Regions from separate parts of the Mus musculus genome. Here all the other regions are linked to region 3. Evidence: chromatin contacts called from public ChIA-PET data. All regions are on one chromosome and are shown on one strand. The core of a region is the stretch at or near the end of the contact, and the rest is flanking DNA. Distances in the headings are between cores, read along the strand shown. Region 1 holds the start of Ppox (protoporphyrinogen oxidase). Region 2 holds the start of Klhdc9 (kelch domain containing 9). Region 3 holds the start of Slamf6 (SLAM family member 6).

The links. ChIA-PET counts read pairs in DNA pulled down with a chosen protein or histone mark.
Region 1: an RNA polymerase II ChIA-PET map of memory CD8 T cells shows a contact between it and region 3, with 10 read pairs. The contact joins the promoter of Ppox here to the promoter of Slamf6 in region 3. A contact is called at or near these places in 1 of 39 promoter capture datasets (pre-B cells), 1 of 484 Hi-C or Micro-C datasets (pre-B cells) and 1 of 115 datasets of contacts at active chromatin or transcription factors (memory CD8 T cells).
Region 2: an RNA polymerase II ChIA-PET map of memory CD8 T cells shows a contact between it and region 3, with 16 read pairs. The contact joins the promoter of Klhdc9 here to the promoter of Slamf6 in region 3. A contact is called at or near these places in 2 of 39 promoter capture datasets (hippocampal neurons and pre-B cells) and 1 of 115 datasets of contacts at active chromatin or transcription factors (memory CD8 T cells).

Annotation. Positions count from the first base shown.
Region 1 is chr1:171,278,820-171,282,596 of GRCm38.p6, reverse strand. It overlaps Ppox (protoporphyrinogen oxidase), which reads left to right and starts at 1,411. Exons shown (of 13, transcript NM_008911.2): 1 at 1,411-1,724; 2 at 1,829-1,923; 3 at 2,075-2,209; 4 at 2,342-2,457; 5 at 2,596-2,728; 6 at 3,023-3,167; 7 at 3,284-3,474. The coding sequence starts at 1,837. It overlaps Usp21 (ubiquitin specific peptidase 21), which reads left to right. Exons shown (of 13, transcript NM_013919.4): 12 at 1-100; 13 at 295-648. The coding sequence ends at 385.
Region 2 is chr1:171,358,644-171,362,135 of GRCm38.p6, reverse strand. It overlaps Klhdc9 (kelch domain containing 9), which reads left to right and starts at 1,338. Exons shown (of 4, transcript NM_001033039.2): 1 at 1,338-2,001; 2 at 2,235-2,394; 3 at 2,483-2,681; 4 at 3,156-3,492. The coding sequence starts at 1,475. The coding sequence ends at 3,322. Pfdn2 (prefoldin 2) reads right to left here. Exons shown (of 4, transcript NM_011070.4): 4 at 2,882-3,492.
Region 3 is chr1:171,916,059-171,919,905 of GRCm38.p6, reverse strand. It overlaps Slamf6 (SLAM family member 6), which reads right to left and starts at 2,444. Exons shown (of 9, transcript NM_001347186.1): 1 at 2,114-2,444. The coding sequence starts at 2,198. It overlaps Gm37065 (predicted gene, 37065), which reads left to right and starts at 550. Exons shown (of 3, transcript NR_151536.1): 1 at 550-654.

The sequences.
Region 1 (3,777 bases), core at 162-2,661, 640 kb after region 3:
AGCTGTATGCCCTTTGCAACCACTCGGGTAGTGTCCACTATGGCCACTACACAGCCCTGTGCCGGTGCCAGACTGGTTGGCATGTCTACAATGACTCCCGGTGAGAATAGCCTCTTGTTCAACTCCTGCCCCCTCCCACCGCCCCCCCCCCAGCTCCGAAAAGATAAGTTCCTGACAAAGGATAGGTGGAGAGTCTCTCCTGATCTCCACCTGGCTACTCTGAGTCTTGTGGGATGGAGGGGGAATCTACAAGAATGACCACTGACCACAGCCGTGTCCCGTTTCTCTTCTCAGCGTTTCCCCTGTCAGTGAAAATCAGGTGGCATCCAGTGAGGGCTACGTGCTGTTCTACCAATTGATGCAGGAACCACTTCGGTGCCTGTGACACCATCTTGAAGCCCTGGCACCTGTGAAAACCTTCCCAACACCCTTAAGCCCCCAGTTACCTCACAGACGTCTATTTTTGTGTCTTTTTAATCGGGGAGGGGAGGAGGGTTGGTTGTAGCTCCCGTTATTTTTTTTATTAAGAAGTACCCTTCCGCCTTGTTTTCCTGTCCCATGTACAGAAACCACCAGACCCTTGACCATGTACAGCCCCCAGAACCTCTGCAATCTCACTTTTTTGTGAATAAATTTATTAAGAAAAAAGTGATGTTCATGTTTGTATTTGTGGATAAGAGGGAATGGATATCTAGAATTTTGGTTCAATTGGAGCCTTTCTGGGCCCCAATTCTGTCTCTGGACAGGTGGGGGCGCTCTCACAACAGAAGGAAAAGAACAGGGATTGAGCTGGCCCCAGCCTTGGACCCAAACACTGAGTTTAGTGGAACTAGGCAGACAAACCCTGAGACCTGTGAAGTTGCGGGAAAGCCTGAAACTAGAGTGCAGGCATTGGCACGCCGGTTTTTCCTGAGAGGGGTACTGCCCCTCGAGGGCAAGGCATCCAAGAACCCCTGTTGACAAACACTGGTACCGTTGCCGGGCGGCCCTTGCTCCCGTAGGCCCTGTCTGTTGCTAACATCAAGGAGCTGTTTATGGAGCCTTCTCCCCACGGACTGGCCTCCAAGTGTCTCTCTCTTTCTCCCTAACTAAAGCTCGTGGGGCTCTCCCACCTCCAGGGTTTTCACCACAGACCTGGGAAGCTTGAGCTGGGGAATGCTCAAGGATTTCGCTGTCCTGTCCCTGGGGAAGGCAGTGCCGGTTACTGCAACTAACTCCGATTAGGACACGAACAGGTTAACCCGCTCCACGGAACTGACTCCGAAAGCGGCTGTTGCTCCTCTGGTAGCGTCACTGCCAATATGGTGTTTTCATTGGTGAATGTATCCAGAGCTCACCAATCCAGAACCCGCACTCCAAGACCCTCCAATCAAGAAGCAAGAAAGTGAAACGCAGTCACGCAGGCCGCCAGAAAGGAATCGACGGAGAGTCGGAGGGACCCTAAAAGTTAGGGGCGGGGATACCAGACTTGAACCTGCTCACCCCTGAGGCTGGAAAAACCGAGTGCTGTAGAATTCTGGCCTCCGAAGGGTTTGTGCTGGGGAGATAGCGTGGGCGTGGCCCTTATCTGCACACGGACAGGATGGACTGCTCCTAGGGCCTCTATCAGTCACTCACTTTCTCGGGTTCCCCCTATCTCGTGGGTAAGTTCTGGCTTCAGAACGAAGACCTTACTCTTCCACCAGCACGTACACGCGCGCCCTGCATTAGTTGCTCATAAATCAGTAAGTGTCCAGAAGTGGGGTATGGGACCAGTGGGGGTTTCTGCAGTTGTAAAACAGAGTGCTCCCCTGCCCCGTTCTCCTGGGGTATCTCGACCTTTTCCCAGGCCTTACGATGGGCCGGACTGTGATAGTACTTGGCGGAGGTATCAGTGGATTGGCCGCAAGTTATCATCTGATCCGAGGCCCCAGTCCTCCTAAGGTGAGTCCCCACTAGTACCAGAGAAAGACTCATTTAATACTCTTGATATTTCTAGCAAAAGCTGCATAGATTTTTGTTCCGTGAAATATGCACTTCCCCCGACCCCCAGTCCCTTTGCCCTGTGGCGACAGTGCTTCACTTTTGGCGCCAGGTGATCTTAGTGGAGGGCAGCAAGCGTTTGGGAGGATGGATCCGCTCAATCCGAGGATCAGATGGTGCGATCTTTGAACTTGGACCTCGAGGGATTAGGCCGGCTGGAGCCCTGGGAGCCCGGACCCTGCTCCTGGTGAGCGTCTTGTGGAATGTGTAGGACAGGTAGTGGAGGAGAGTTCTCCAAAGGGACGGAGTTGCAGAGAGGAAAAACGTTGGGTCAGTTTTTCCTTAGTTTCTCCTCTTCCTGAGGGCTTGTGGAGAACAGGTTTCTGAACTTGGCTTGGAGTCTGAAGTCTTGCCTGTCCGAGGGGATCACCCAGCTGCCCAGAACAGGTTCCTGTATGTAGGCGGTACCCTGCACCCTCTACCCTCCGGCCTCAGGTAACACCTCACTATTACACACACCCCCCTTTCGCTCCCTGTCAGGCCTTCCAGCCACAGGGGGTCTAATGGCTGAAAAGAACCCTCTGAAAGGTGAATCTGGGAGTTTTCTTTTCAACCATGCCTTCCTCCATGCAGGGGGCTACTCCGTCCTTCACCCCCCTTCTCAAAACCTCTGTTTTGGGCTGGGCTGAGGGAGTTGCTGAAGCCCAGGGGCAAAGAGCCTGATGAAACTGTGCACAGTTTTGCCCAGCGCCGCCTTGGACCTGAGGTGACATTGCTCAGAGGTGGTCTCAAACCTCTTCCCCTCCTGTTGCTGAGTCTCTAACTCAGACTTAACCCCGGGGACTCTTGAATCATTTAGGAATGTCCACTATCTATTGCTGGAATCTCCAAAACCCAGTGTTGGGAATAAATGCCTTCCTTTCCTTCCCATCCTTTTGTTACAGTGGGAACATCTCCAACCCAAACTCTCTCCTTCCCTTAGTCTCTCACAAGCAGGGCCAATGGAAATCAGTCAGGGTGGCTTATTCCTTGGTCCCTCAGTCCCAGTCTTACTCTTAAGGTGGCATCTTTAGCCATGGACAGTCTTTGCCGAGGAGTATTTGCTGGCAACAGCCGGGAGCTCAGCATCCGGTCCTGCTTTCCCAGTCTCTTCCAAGCTGAACAAACCCACCGGTCCATATTGCTGGGGCTGCTGCTGGGCGCAGGTGAGGGGCAGCATTGATTGGTTCAGAGGGTGAAAAAAAAAAGCCTGAGGACAAACTGAGGTACTGTGTACAAGGGGTACTAGTTTAATCTTTTACCCACCCACCCCTCCTTTTAGGACAGAGTCCCCAGCCGGATTCCTCACTAATTCGTCAGGCCCGGGCTGAGCGATGGAGCCAGTGGTCACTCCGTGGAGGGCTGGAGGTGTTGCCCCAGGCTCTTCACAATCACCTAGCAAGTAAAGGGGTCACTGTCCTCAGTGGGCAGCCAGTCTGTGGGCTCAGCCTTCAGCCAGAAGGGCGCTGGAAGGTAGGAGAACCTCTGGAGTGTAGCGAACCTACGTCAGTGTTACTGCTTTTATTGTTGTTATATCGGGGATTGCAAAATTTCACCTGGCAAAAAGTTTCATATGCAAATGTACACGACCTGATTTTATAGCAAAATAGGCCTTCGGGGGGAGGAGGGGGGCTTCTTTGCTCAACATCCATTTCTTTAAGTTTCGTCCAAGCTTTTAAAACATCATGATACCATTTCCTCAGACAGCCACCGTTCTAATACTCTGTCGCCTGCGAGCTGCCATGGCTGCACACACATCAGTCACAAGACTCATAA
Region 2 (3,492 bases), core at 89-2,588, 560 kb after region 3:
AACCTGGGTCCTTTGGAAGAGCAGCCAGTGCTCTTAACCACTGAACCTTCTCTCCAGCCCCCAGGCTCAATTCTTTACTCCATGTGTGCACACCCTCCCCACGTAGTTCTCTCTCAAGATCTAATTGGGACCAGGAGGGAAAAGGCCCAGTGTGAGCCTGCGCCTCAGAATCACGTGATCATTCCCACTGAAACCTTGGACATTATCCGTGGTCTGGTTGGGAGCAAGTTCATGTTTAGAAACCAAAGGCCCAAGTGACAGCCATCCTTCCCACTCAAAGCCCAGCCTGGGGGACAAAGATCCTATTTCGGCTCCACCCCAGCTGGAGCGACAAGTAGAAATCTGCATTTCCTCCTACAGCAGAAACCAGTCAGCCTGCCTTGATCCCAGTCAGCCTGCCTTGATCCGAGCCTCTTCGTTCTGCATTGAGTCCTGCGAGGGCAGAGTTAGGCCTTCAGTAACCCAGCTTGACTAAAAGGAAGAGAGCAGGGAGGGGCAGGAGTCCGTGTCTCTCTCCTCCCCATCTCACCCCCACCCACCTTCTAAGGTTGGGCAGCTTCTGCCCAGGATCTTATCAGGGGAAACTCCCTGCCCTTAATCCTGAGTTCCACGGTGCCTCCATTTAATGTGTTATATTATTCTAATGAGTCAAGATGAAATAATTATTCATCCTAGGACTAAGTAGTGAAAAACTGTCCAAGATATGCCTAACCTATTTTTCCTCTCCCACTTCATCCACCCTAACTCATCTCTTTCTCCCTTGTCCCTTCTTAGCACCTTTCTCTCCTGTCGCTTCTCTCACTGAGACTGGACTCTACTGCCCTCCAGTGGCTAGAGCAGAGAGAACTCTCCCATCCATTCAGCACCTTCAAGAATTTTTATCACAAACAACCCATTTTATAAATAGGATCGCGGAATAAGTCTACTCAAGTCTCTGAATCCCAAGCAACGTAGTCCAAGTTCAACCTTTGATTTCTGACTTGTTTCCTTCCTACCTCATCCCTAGAGAAGATTCCAAGTTGGAAACCGTGCAGCAAAAAATAAAGAAAAAGACACGGCCTCCACGCATCCTACCACCAACACCTTCCTCAAACGTCATAATTACAGGCTAGTTAGCGGCTATTGGGTTCGTCTAACGAACTGCCGGTTTCTAGCCTTTCGGAGCCCAAATCCTTTAGGATATTTACTGGCTTCCCCACATCTCGTTCCCCTGACGACATCACTGTAAGATCGCGGTAGCTTAACCAGGTCTCTTGTTTCCAAGGTAACAGGCGCTTTGCGACCTTCAGTTTGCAGCGGTCGCACTGTAGTCCCTGCAGTGGTTGCTGGGCGACGGCGGTGGAGAGAAGGGGTGGTTTGGGTGAAGACCTGTGCTGTTATTGGAGGGGAAGCTAGTCTATGCTTGGAAGTGCTGGGCCCTTCGTGAAGGAGTGCGACCCGAAGTGACCGAGCTGCTCTCCCCTTCCCTTGGCCCATGGCTGGGGTGCAGACCCTCGGTCGAGCAAGAGGCTCAACCTGGACCTGGAGGCCAGTGGCGCGAGACGTGCTTCTGGCTCGTGCCTTCCATTCATGCACGGAACTGGAAGGACGGTTCTATCTGGTAGGGGGTCTCCTAGAAGGTGGTGCAAGAGTGCCCAGCAACGACACTGTGATCTTTGACCCAGCTGTAGGCCAAGCGGTGCGACTGGTAGCCCGAGGTAGTCCCCTTCGCAGCCACCACGACGCGGCACTGGTGGGAGGTCGTTGGCTCTGCGTGGTGGGTGGCTGGGACGGGTCACGTCGCTTATCCACGGTGGCCGCGCTGGACACGGAGAGAGAGGTGTGGGAAGCATGGGCTGCGAACCCTGGCAACTGCCCTCCTGCTGGCCTCAGCAGCCACACCTGCACTCGCCTCTCAGACGGGGAGCTGCGAGTGTCTGGCAGAGAGGGTGGTACCCACACTCAGCGACGCTACGGAAGCATCTACACGTTAAAGTTGGACCACAGGACCCGAACTTATTGGTACTGCAACTTTGCCCCCAAACGTTCGTTTGTTTTCTCTATATTCTAGAAAAAACAAAACCTAAATAAACTTATTGGTAGTCTATCCATAGCACCTTCTGTCTTGGAATCCAAGATTGCTTAACTCTATCTGCCCCAAGCCTGATTTTCTTTTTCACTAGAGCTCTCTGGCAAAGAACACTTGAATCTTTTCAGAAAACCAAACTCAGGCCCGATTTTCTGTGTACCAACAGCTACAAAGAAGAAGGCTGCCACACAACCTCACGATCAGGCCACTGTGCTGCCCTGCTGCCAACTGCTGGGCCGCACCCGGGTCATCAGCTTTTGCTCTTTGGGGGCTGCAACTCAGTTGGACCGGAGGTAGCAGGGCAATGGAGCCCTGGGAAAATCAAGGTATTAGCTACTCACATAAAGTAGAAAAGGACTAAAACTTCAATAAGCAAACCCTTCAGACAACCCCTTCTTGTTTTTCTCGCCCAAGGAGGAACAACCAGTTGCCCCTCATTTGAGGGAACAGCTTGCAAGGCTTGTGAGCAGTGGGCAGGGACTGCAGCAAGGACCCCAGAGCCTGCGCCATCATTCCTGTTCAGTGGTGGGACCCTTCGCTGTACTATTTGGCGGAGAAACTCTGACCAGAGCTAGAGATACGATCTGCAATGATCTCTACATCTACGATACCCGTGAGCGCCAAGCTATCATTTGAAAGGGAGGAGAAAAAGACACAGCTAAAAATTACAAAACAGGGGTGGTGGGATAGAAAGGAGGAGAAATCAGTTGATGAGTTAAAGGAATGCAGTCCGGTTGTGGTGATGTATGCTACTCAGGAGGCAAAAGTGTGTGGACTGCTGAAAAACAAACAAACAAAAAATAGAGCCAGGCATAGTGATTCACACTTTTAATTCCAGCACTTGGGAGGCAGAGGCAGAGGCAGGCAGATCTCTGGTAGTTTTTGAGGCCAGCCAACTTGATCTAGAGTGTGAAACTAGCCAGGGTGACAGAGTGAGACCCTGTTTCAAAAACAAAATACAATAGACAATATAAATACTGAACATCTGAAAAGGCTGACAAATCAAACGGGAACGATGACAGGCATGCGTACTGGGTAAGGCCGGAGCAGAATGCCACAGTAACCACCTTCTGCTCTCAACCCACAGGCAAGTCTCCGCCTCTGTGGTTCCACTTCCCCAGTACAGACCGTGGACTGAAGCGCGTGGGCCATCGGACTTGCCTTTGGAATGACCAGCTTTATTTGGTTGGGGGTTTTGGTGAGGACGGCAGGACAGCTAGCCCACAGGTTTGCATCCTGGAATTCTTCATCTAAAGAACAGCAGGGAGGCACTCTGTGTTGTGGCAAACCTACAAAGCGATCTCATCAGAGCTATTGCCCTACTTCAAATACTTATTAAATTTCAATCCGAGAGTTTTGTCTCTGAATCCTTTAGAAGATTTATACATTTTACTTATATAAGTGCCCTATTTGCATGTACACCT
Region 3 (3,847 bases), core at 1,195-3,694:
TGAAAGACACACGGAACAAGTAAACCCCGGACATGCACACAAACGTTTTTCAATATGGCTTATTTTTGAGCTGAGACTCTCATATGGAATCAGGATGTGTCTCACCTACCTGAAAACTTGTAGTGAGTGAGACATCTCCTTCTTCTCAGAGAGCATCTCTTTGTCCTACAAACTTGCCCCAGTGGTCTTGTCTTTCCCCAATCCCTCCGAATTCTTCCCTCCCCCTTTTCCATCTCCCTCCCATGCTTCTTTATTAGAATCCTTCCCTATTTAACGTCTCAGATCATTTCACCTATTCCAGAAAGTTCTTCCTCAACACCCAGTCCAGAGAGGTTCTCCTATTTTTGGTGTCCCTGCTTACTTCTGCCCTGGAACCAGACTCTCCACTTTCCACCCTGGTAAGCACGGTTCCACTCCACTGAGGGGTTTTTGGCCACCTGCATCTCTCTCTGGCAGATGCAGTCAACTGTGTTCTTTTCTTCCAAGCCCTCCCCCCACAGCTGTGTGGCAGTAAACTGTTACTTAGGCTCTGTTTTCCTCTTCTGATCCACATCCGCACACGGGGACCGAGCCCGATATGTCACAGTCTTGTTAAAAGAAGAATCCTCAGAGATGTGGAGGAGGGACACCCAGAAATTATCCAGCTTTATAGAGGTAACAGAGTGAGGTTAAAAGCTCAAGTCACTGGCTGGAATCAGGCTAAGAAAAGGCAACGTGGATGGATGGGAGTAAAAGAATTCTCATCTTTTTCTGCATCTTTTATGCATTTTCCAAAATTCTGTCCACATTCCTAATCCTCCTAGTTTGACGTAGTCTCTATTCCCAGCTTTAGCCTTGTGCCTCAGTTTCCACCTGCTTCCAGGAAATTTCCTCTTGGCCATTGCATTGATAACATAAAACAAATAGATCAGAAAAGGAGCCGACCTTCCTCCTGTGTCAGCTCCTCCATCCTAATTCTATCCCTATCTTTGACTGTCCAGCCTACGACGCAACGTTAATGTTCTCCCTCCTCTCTCTTTGCTTTATTTTTTCAAGATTATTTGTCCTAAGCCAGTGCACATTTTACCTGTTTATAGTTTATCTTCCCTGCCAAGACGTTAATTCCGCAGAACAGAAATTGTGTTGACTTAGTTCCTGAAACGCCCACAGTGCCGTGCATTCAGTGGTCATTTAGTGAATGGTTTATCAAATGACTTAATGAACCTTGCTTTCTTTTTCTTTCTGTTGTCAATTTGTCTAGATAGCTCTATATCTGCAGTATGTCTTGGTTTGTGTGTGTGCATGCACACAGGTGTTTGTTACTGAAAGTTTTAGTCAAGTGATTTGTTTTTATTTTTATTGGTTTTTTTCAGCTACCTGATGACTAATAGAATTTTCAAAAGTTATTTAAATTGCCATAGTCTAAGTTACTTGTAGCTATTAATAGAATAAATTCACAAACACGTTATGGACATCTAAATGTAATGCATGTTTAATAATTAGCTCATTTTCTGGAATAAAATAAATGCTAGGCTACCTATTGGTTCTTTTTTTTTTTCTTCAATGAATTCTCTCGGGGCTAGGTCTGTGTTAGTAGCCATTGCTTGATCTCCTGTTTTAGAACACTACGCTTCAGTCCAGATAGGCACCCTCTGAGTTCTTAAAGACAGTGAGAGCTTTCCAGATAGCAGGGAGAAGAAGCAGGCTCAGTCAATCCCTTCCTAATTGCAGTGTGAAAGCGTTGGTGGGTTTTCAGTATCTGAGCGAAGAGTGAAGCTCGGGAAAGATAATGAAGCCCCCTGAAGTCGCACAGTATCACAGTAGTTAAATTGTAGATCTTTTTCCCGCTTAAACTTATTTTTGTACCACAATACGCTGGTCACGAACAGTCCTGACTTACAAAGACTCATTTTCCATATCTCAGAAAACACTTCCCTTCCCCTTGGCCCCCAGCCGAAGTGTTTGCTCTGAATCAGTCCCGTGGCAGTCTGCGGGAAGCAGTTCGCTAGGACCACGGTGAGCTTTCTAAGTCTCTGAATAGAGAACTGGGCAGTCAACCTGACCAAGAGGAGCAAGGCATTCCAAAGAAGGAACTCACTCAGTGACTCAATCAGTTTCCACAGACGTTTTTTACCTGAGCCGAGGCAGAAGACAAGTGGAAAGAGCCAGACCATCCTCTGACAGGCGGAGTCGGGTGCTGGAGCCCTTGAGACAGCCATTCTTTCATAAGCTTGTCGCTGAGACTTTCTGTTCCCCTATTGATGAGAGCTCTTCCTCTATGTTAGCAAACCTTTGGTTGTCGTGATTAACTTCACACTTGGCTTACAAGAATATCTTTTGTAAGCTAAGACTCTTAGCAGTAGGGAACGTGGAACTTGAACGGGCCATCTTCTGTAACCAGGCAAGACTTCTGGTGGAGGGACTGGGACACCAACCCAGCCACAAAAACCTTCTACTTATGATTTGTCTTGCCAGCAAGATGTGCTGGGGTAAAGGTGACACAGAAATTGTGGGAGTGGCCAATCAGTGACTGGTCCATCTTAAGACCTATGCCAGGACGGGGAGCCCACTCCTGATACTGTGTGGAGAGCCATGAAGCAGAGGCTGGATAGCCCAGAGACACAACAAACAAACAAACAAACAAACAAACAAACAAACCAACCATAGCAAAACAAATCTGCTATACTTGAGGCAGGAGCCTAGCCCAGTTGTCATCAGAGAGGCTTCACCCAGCAACTGATGGAAACAGATGCAGAGATCCAGAGTCAAACATCCTGTGGAGCTTGGGGAATCTTGCAGAAGAGGTGGAGGAAGGATTGTTGGAGACAAAGGGGTCAAGGACACCTCAAGAAAACCTACAGAATCAATTAGCCTGGGTTCATGGGGCGCTCACAGAGACTGAAGTGGCAACTAGGGACCCTGCATGGTTCTAACCTAGGTGCTATATATATATATATATATATATATATATATTATATATATAATGATTATGTAGCTTGGTCTTCTAGTAGGACTTCCAACAGTGGGATAGGGGGCTGTCTCTGACTCTTGCCTGATTTTGGGACTCTTCCTCCTATTGGGTTGCCTAGTCCTTATGAGGGGAGGTACCTAGTTTTATTGCAACTGGATATGCCTTGTTTGGTTGATATCCCTGAGAGACTTGCTCTTTTCTGGAGCGAAAAGGAAGAGAACTGGATGGAGGGGGCTGAGGGAGGTGTTGGGGGAAGTAAGGGGGGAGGGGAAAGACTGGGAGGGAGGAGAGAGGGAAACTGCTGTCAGGGATGTAATATATATGAGAGAAGAATACCTTGAAAAAGAAAGGAAATACCTTGAATGATTTTAACTTAGAAATTTTTAGAGAGACTTAAATCGTGTCCTCTCTACGCACTTGAGAAAATGTTCACCTTGTCTGTGCCATCTTCTGTAATGCTTGTCAGATCTTACTCGTTTATAATGTGGCTCAGTTGTTATTTTTTTTTGCCCCAATCCCTGTGGTTCTGACCTCGGAAGATTCGGATGCTGGAGGCTTGGTCTCCAGTATGTTGATGCAGATGTGGTGGCAACTTTGAGAAGGTCCAAGTAGAAAAGTATTAGGTCATTGATGGTGCTCTGAGAGTGGGCTGTCAGGTATGCAAATGCCTTTGAACCACCCCCACGCCTACAGATAACCCCTCATCCGTGCACCTGTCAGTAACCTCAAAGAACTAATCCGGACTTGTGAGGGCTGTTTCTTTGTTTTGTTCTCAGTCCTATATGAGGTGATTAGAGATACTTGCTCAAATCTCCCCAGGGGGGGGGGGGGAGTCACAATTGGTGCCTGAACCGGGAGAAACAAAACAAAGTTGTGTCTGAGAGGAGGGGTCACATG